Linked DNA regions of Callithrix jacchus: region 2 is linked to region 1. A link is a contact called in public Hi-C data. All regions are on one chromosome and are shown on one strand. The core of a region is the stretch at or near the end of the contact, and the rest is flanking DNA. Distances in the headings are between cores, read along the strand shown.

Region 1 (3,767 bases), core at 527-3,026:
TCGGGCGCCTGTAATCCCGGCTACTGGGGAGGCTGAGGCAGAAGGCAGAGGCTGCAGTGAGCCGAGATCATGCCACTGCACTCCAGCCTGGGCGACAGAGTGAGAGTCAGTCTAAAACCAAAACAAAACAGAACAAAAATTCAAAGCAGAGCAATCACTTGCTTGGCCCCTGATACTTCTGAGGGTAAATTCAGGAGTATCCGGGACCACTCGAGTTATTAAAACTGATTATTTGGGAGACAAAAACCTGATGAAATAGCAAAAGGGTAGAAGCCATGTTTTCAAATTTGTCATAAACAATATTCTGGATTCTTGCTTCTAAGTTATCCAGATAAAAGCAGCAAAACCTCCCCAACATTTGAGGTGAAAATTCTCTTGGATGTCTATCACCACATTCACCTAAGCTGTTCCTTAGCGTCCACATACTTGTTTGTTTTTCTTCCTGAATTTATTTATTTTTGATGTTTCTACACAGCTGGGCTACCTCTGTCATGTTGTATGCTTCTTGCGTTTTACCAAGTAACAGGCTGGCCTTTAGTCGCAAGTGCGGCATTCTGGAAGCCAACTTAGTTTAGTGATAGGGTTCTTTTTTTTTTTTTGAGACGGAGTTTCGCTCTTGTTACCCAGGCTGGAGTGCAATGGTGCGATCTCGGCTCACCGCAACCTCTGCCTCCTGGGTTCAGGCAATTCTCCTGCCTCAGCCTCCTGAGTAGCTGGGATTACAGGCACGCGCCACCGTGCCCAGCTGATTTTTTATATTTTTAGTAGAGACGGGTTTCACCATGTTGACCAGGATGGTCTTGATCTCTTGACCTTGTGATCCACCCTCCTCGGCCTCCCAAAGTGCTGGGATTACAGGCTTGAGCCACCGTGCCCGGCTTAGTGATAGGGTTCTTGATGGAAGTTGAATGTGCAGATTGGGGCATTTAGCAGATTATCTGATGCTCAGTCTTTCTTTCTTTGTTTTTTGAGACAGAGCTTCACTCTGGTTGCCCAGGCTGGAGTGCAGTTGCTCAATTTTGGCTCACTGCAACTTCTGCCTCCTGGGTTCAAGTGATTCTTCTCCTCAGCCTCCCAAGTAGCTGGGACTACAGGTGCCTGCCACCACACCCAGCTAATTTTTTGTATTTTTAGTAGAGACATGATTTCATCATGTTGGCCAGGCTGGTCTCAAACTCCTGACCTCAGTTGATCCGCCCACCTTGGCCTCCCAAAGTACTGGGATTACAGGTGTGAGCCACCGCGCCTGGCCCTGATGCCCAGTCTTTCTATTGGCTCTGCCTTGCCTGAAGGGAAAGTATGTGTTCATCAAACAGGGATCCTCTAGACCTTGTTACTGTGATGGGGAAATACCCGAACGTGCCAGGAAATCCCGCTCAGGCAGAGAGCAGGATTCTTGGCTTCCCAGGGATTCACATCTCAGCCCCTGCAGCCAATCAGCAAGGGAATTGCTTCAAACTGACAAGGAAAACAAAGCCTAACAAAAGCAACTGGAGCGCAAACAGACTTGGGTGAGGTTGGGAAGGGGAGTCAGGCCTGGCGTCATCCGGCTGCAGGCCAGGCTGTTGCCAGGGTGACAGCCAGTCCGTTTACCAGCAGGCAGCAGAGCCAGCTTTCTGGGGGGAAGCCCAAGAAGGGGAGGAGGAGCAGGGGTGCCCCAGGGGAGCCTGTGCTTCTCCAAGTTACAGAAACCCACAGAGAAGGCTCGTCCACTTCCAGGGAGCAGCGCCTTTTCTCAGGAGCTGGGCAGGCAGCCCAGGGGCCAGTGGGCTGGGAGAAGCCGGCCTGAGAGGGACGGAAGTGGCCATTGAACAGGCAAAGAGCCCTCTGGAAAGGCTAGAAGCCTTTCTGGGCAGAACAGATTTGCAGCTGTGTTGGCTTTCTGGGAAAAAGATGAAGTGGATCACAGTGTTTTAAAACAAAAAACTGCCCCCCCACCACGCCAATGGAGGAAAGAGAGGGCTTCAGAAACCTCAGAGGTGGAACATGGAAATACCTTATATTCTTCTCCGGGAGTTTTTGTTTTCTTACTTTATTTTTTTACTCTGATGATAACAATTCAAGTAATTACCTAGAAGACAAGAAGAACAAACAACATTCAGTGTCACATGTTAGAAAGTGTCTGCTTTGCAGGGCTCATCATATCAGAGCCCGACTCTGTGCCTGGATGGTGCTCAGGTCCATGAATGTGGGAGCCTTTAGGATACTGACACCCTTTCTGGCCAGGGAGCAGCATTAGCCGAAACAAATGCAGTGGAAGAAAGAATCTTGGCACCTTCCTCCAGAAAGCCTGCTGCCAAAGTGTCATGCAGAAGGAAAAATAGTTCCTGATTCTACTCATATGAGCCTCCTCGAGTAGACAAATGCAAGCAGACAGGAAGCAGCGTGGTGTTTGCCAGGGCCAAGGGGAGGGCAAGGTGGGGAGTGAGTATTTAATGAGTCTGAAGTTTCAGTTTGGGAAGATGAAAAGTTCTGGAGACGGATGGTGATGACAGTTGCACCACAATGCGAAGGTACTTAATTCCACTGAACTATACACTTGAAAAGGTTCAAACAGTAAGCTTTGTTATGTATATTTTACCACAATAAAAATAATCATGTCTGTCAGTAAACACTGCCTTCTTGTTGCACCAGGAGATAGTGGTGTTTGCTTGAAGGCAGACACCCAGGGCACCTGGGTTTACCTCTTTGAACCGCAGCTGTGAGGTCCATCCAGTAGAACTTATACTTTCTTGTTTTTGTTTTGAGACAGGGTCTCAATCTGTAACCCCGGCTGGAGTGCAGTGACGCAATCTCAGCTGACTGCAACCTCAGCTGACTGCAACTCTGCCTCCTGGGCTCAAGTGATTCTGTGCCTCAGCCTCCTGAGTAGCAGGGACTACAGGTAAGCGCCATCACACCTGGCTAATTTTTTGTATAGAGACAGTTTCACCATGTTGCCCAGGGTGGTCTCGAACTCCTGAGCTCAGGTGATCGCCCACCTTGGCCTCCTAAAGTGCTGGGATTACAGGCGTGAGCCACTGTGCCCGGCCAAGTGGAACTTAGACTTACAGACAAATGTGAAGAATGGATATGAATGCATTTAGTGAACAGAAATGCACCATAAAAATGTATTTTTAAAAAAAATTCAAGATGGGATGTCCCAAAGTGTTGGGATTACAGGCATGAGCCACTGTACCTAGCCAAGAATATAGAATGTGATTAAAGTATTATTTCAAAATTCATTGTTCAGGTATCAAAGTGCCAAGGGGCAAAAGGAAAGACAAAAGGGAGAGTTTTGGAGGAAACTAAGGAAAAAGCTATTTATATCTGGCATTTCGAGGAATTGGAAAATACCCTAATACTGTAGGAGAATTGGAGAGAATGTTGGGCTCATGCTCTGGGGCCTGAGGGTAAGGCCTACTTGGACTATCATGGCAATTGAAAATACTTCTCCCTTTTGCTCTGCCTAAATTGAGAAACAGGTTAAGCCCACCCATCAGGAGGAAATGAAACAAAATGAAATAATGTCAAAATATCACCTCTCAAATTTCATGAAGGGAAATGGTACAGTTACAACACAATGCTGGGTGGAAGTTTATGGGACCTGGAACCTCCAGGCATGAGTGGAACCCAGGTCACCACCAGAGACTCACATTAACTGTCAACAATGTTTTTCTGTTTAAAGAAATAAGAGCCTGTAATCCCAGCACTTTGGGAAGCTGAGGGAGGCGGATCATGAGCTCAGGAGTTCAAGACCAGCCTGACCAACATGATGAAACCCTGTT
Region 2 (3,882 bases), core at 581-3,080, 110 kb after region 1:
ATTTAAAGTGGAAGCCAGAAAAGCCGGATTTTCAGCCTGCCAGCTACTCATTTGCAATGTTGATCTATCTACACAATTTGAGTAGAGGATGGAGGAGCAATCCCGTGTGAACTCTGACAGTGCTTCTAGCCTGTGTGACATCACTAGCTCTTAGATACTCTTGGTCTTGCTATTCATTAGTTTGTAAACTATTTTTCCTAATTAGATGGGAAGTAGGAACAGGTGAGATCATGTCTTAAACTTTGTTTACTTTGAAGGTGCACAAGATTTTCAGTAAATACTGGGATAAAGATCGTTGATTGGCTGATTACCCAGAACTATCACTTTCTCCTTTGATTTTGGAGGAACAGGTGTGGGAATTCATTATTTTCCTTCACCATTTCACTTTTCCCCTCTTTGCAAAGAGCATGGGCTTCATCAATGTCCATTAAACTTTAAAATGAAATAGTCCAAATAAGTTAGAGATGCACAACCCGATGTATTAATTAGGACTTTTCTAATTGCAAGTAACAGGAAACCCAAATTCAAACTGCCTTGGGTAAGACATAGTTTACTAATTCCTATAGCTAAAGCCTGCAGAGGTCCGGATGATGTCAGGCATGACTGAATTCAGGAACTCAGGCAATGTCATTGGAACTTGATCTGTCTTTCTCCCCATGGCTTGGCTCTACTCTTGTTCCCATTAGCTTCACTCTCTGTAGATCCCTTTCATGTGGTGGCTTCTGGCAGGTTCAGGTCCAGCTTTGGCAGCTTCTCTTTCCAGCAGATGCACAGCATTCCTAGTCTCATGAGATTCACCTGGGAGACCTGACGATCTCTCCATCAGCCCATTGGCCAGGGCTGGGTGAGTTCATCAGGGCTTTTCTAGTTATGATAGGAAACTTAAATTCAAACTGCCTTAGGCTGAGTCACTTGTCTGTCCCTAAGAGTCAGGGGTAGATCAGCTCCATGCAGCACCCAATGTCTGCATAAAGGACCCAGTTTATGGCTTCTCCCTCTAGCCACTCCTAGAGGCAGTGATTAACTACACGGGCTTAGTAGGGAGTATGTGGCTGGAAGGGAGGCCTTGAGTCTGTGGTCTTAGAGCATCCTGTATGAAATTGAAAAACGTCCGTATCAAATAACAGAGAAACCTACTGAATATTACAGGGAGGTAGAGGGGACTAAAGACCTCCCAAGTCACCCTTGGTGCCACCCCAGTAACATATTTAATTCAAGGGGGAAGCAAAGGCCCAGTAGGACTGACTGCTGGTGGCCCAGCCACGGTCCAAAACAAGCCCTAGGGAGGGCCTAACCACACATCCTAATTATTAGTCTCTGCACAGAGATCTGTTTAGTTTATCCAAAGCCCCAGCGGAAGACACATAAAGTAGTATTGCCTCTGTTCCATGTTTTGTCCTGTATAATGTCCAGATGCAAGTCTTGTGGGAGAAACATGATGAGTCAGTTTCACAGTCCCTGGCTTTGATCTTTATGCCGTAGTAAAGGTGTCACTGGCCTTTCTGGGGTGGAGAATGATGTTCTTTCACAGACTATCAAATTACTGCTCATTTTCCAATGAATATTCTCTCAGGGCCTTGCTTTCTTCTTACCTGCCCACACCAGTGTTGCCAGGGAGATTGCTGGTGGCGAAGGTGAAAATGGTCAGGCAATGTCATTGGAACTCGGTCTGTCTCTCTCATTCCATTAGCCCAGTTCTTTTATCCAGAAAGATTTCAGTGCACTGGGGAAATAAGGAGAATAAGATCTCAGGCACTCACTCACACGGAAGAGACATGCATGCTTGAGTTTGCTCATTTGCACCCATCTGTCTCCAGTCTTGTTTCCTTCACTCTGAGCATCTGCACTCCAAGAAGGCATGAACTTTTTCTTTCACTTCCTTTCTTCTATGGGTGATGATCTGACATCACTCTGAGGAGGCCGAAAGTCGCTGAGTATAAAAATCGTCAATCCCATCCGGCTTAGGCAGAAGGTAGGGGGCTCGATGGGTACCCAGGAGCTCTGGAGGTAGGAGATGCCTAGGGAACCTGTTCTACCTGAGGGCTCTGTGTCGCTGCCTTTGTATACTGGAAGGCACCATGGATGTCACTTTTCCTCTGGAGTCTCCTTCACCATTTCCTCTCTAGGAGGATGGAAGGTGGGAGTGGGGTTGGCTATGGAGGTTGTAACGGGGAAGAAGGTCACCTGGGGTCTATCGAGGGCTGAGTCTGCTCACTGCTGTGTCCAGAGGGCATAGGAGAAGCCCTCTGGAGTAGGGCAGAAGGGTCCAACTGTGCCACGGGTCTAACTGTGCCAGCCGCAGAGCAAGCCGCGGTCTCAGGCTGCAGCCCTAGCCGAGGGCAGGCTGGTGCAGCGAGCCGCCTGGGGGCCTAAGGGCGCTGGCGGGGGCCGGTGGGTAGGAGTAGGGGTCCCCAAATGCCTTCATCTCAGCCCATCCTTCTCCACCGAAACATAAAGCAGGTTGACGAGATCGCCTCCTCGCCCGCTCAGTCCTGAAGTGTCCAAAGATGAAATTATGCCGAAATTCTCCCTGTCTCTGAGGGGAAGCGCCGGCACTGAGGAACCGGGTCCACAAAGGCTGTGCGTGAAGGGGCTTCTGACTTGTCCCCCGGCCCCGGCGTCGCTTCTCTCTCCCAGGGCTGCGGCTGCTGCCTGGCGGGCGCAAGTCGGGCGGCGGTGCGCTGGGGGTGCGCTTACATAACCGCTCGCCGCGTCCTGCTTTCTCGCGCGCTCCTGCACCGTGGGGTGGCGGAGCCGGGGGACTGGATGGAACCCGGGCCGCCCCCGCGGGGAGAGGAGCGCGAGCGGCCGCGGGAGGAGGGCGCCCGAGGCGGCAGGGGAGGTTAAGGTCAGTGGGTGTGAAGCGCCGGCTCCACACCCCCTCCCCCCCGGTCCCCTCCTTCCCTTCCTCTCCGTCCCCCTCTGACGTCTGGAGCTGGCAGCTCGGCCGGTTCCGCATTCCCGACCCCTCCCCGCCGCCCAGGGGCCGCTATATAGCCGGGGCTGATGCAACCCGTCCCGCCGCCCGCCACAGCCTGCGGGAGGGACGCTCGGCGGCCGCGACGGGGGGCGCTGGCGGCAGGGCTGGCGCCGCGGCGGCTCCCGGGCCGGGACGGGCCTGGGCACCGGGCGGAGCTCCGCGGCCGGGCGGCAGCGGCGCGGAGCGGGCACGGCGCCTGCAGCCGGGCCCCGGCCCCGGGGGCGCCGCCTCCGCCGGCAGCTTCTGCACGGTGGGTGCGAGGGCGCGCGCTGGGGGCTCCGGGCGGGGCGGGGCGGGGCGCGGGCACCTGGGACAGCCGCCCCCGCGCGGGCGGAGTGCGAGGAGGAGCCCCAGCCCAGCCCCGCCGGGAGGGTCCCGCAGCCCTAGGACCCCGAGCTTTCTCCGCGCGGGGCGCTGCAGCCGGGCCCCTCCCACGAGGCTCCGGGTAGCCGGAGGCTTCCTTTTGGTTCCCGCCCCAGGACGGGAGGCTCTGTCCGCTCCCTGGGCAGCCGGGCGCTCCCTCCTTCTCCCTCCCGCGCTCTCCTCCCCCGTCCGTTTGCAAGGAGGTGCTCTCCTCGGGCGGCGGGGAAGGTGGGGTGAGTGGGGAGAAAACTGCCCGCGGAGATGGGCCGTGCGGGTGGAGATGGAGGGTGAAGGGCCAGGGAGGTGCGGGGTTGGGGTGGGGGTTCGATTGTGGAGGGATGACTAGGACCTGCTGGCAGGGAGGAAGCGCGACCCCCGGAGGACCTGGTCCCGGAGGCGGGTATTGAGAAGGGCTTGGGATTTCCATGCAATGAAGGCAGCTTCTCCCATGGCCATTGCTCTGGGGCTCTGGGCTGGGAGGGGATCTAGGGGTGACTAGGGTCCCCTTTGGGCTCTCCTGTCTTCCACGCCAGGTTATA

What was found. A called contact is a pair of places that touch in the nucleus more often than the background predicts.
Region 2: a Hi-C map of skeletal muscle shows a contact between it and region 1, with 5 times the contacts expected there. The contact joins the promoter of JDP2 here to the enhancer-like site in region 1. A contact is called at or near these places in 2 of 3 Hi-C or Micro-C datasets (both in skeletal muscle).

The regions. Positions count from the first base shown.
Region 1 is chr8:110,229,090-110,232,856 of calJac240_pri, forward strand. No RefSeq gene overlaps it. Among named protein-coding and RNA genes, the nearest start is that of FOS, 36 kb to the left of the region's middle. Within about 2 kb of position 1,777, at least 5 of the 16 cell types and tissues checked have an H3K27ac peak or open chromatin away from gene starts, as enhancers often do. A contact at or near this core is called in skeletal muscle, where this site is marked.
Region 2 is chr8:110,342,625-110,346,506 of calJac240_pri, forward strand. It overlaps JDP2 (Jun dimerization protein 2), which reads left to right and starts at 1,831. Exons shown (of 4, transcript XM_017977231.5): 1 at 1,831-1,972.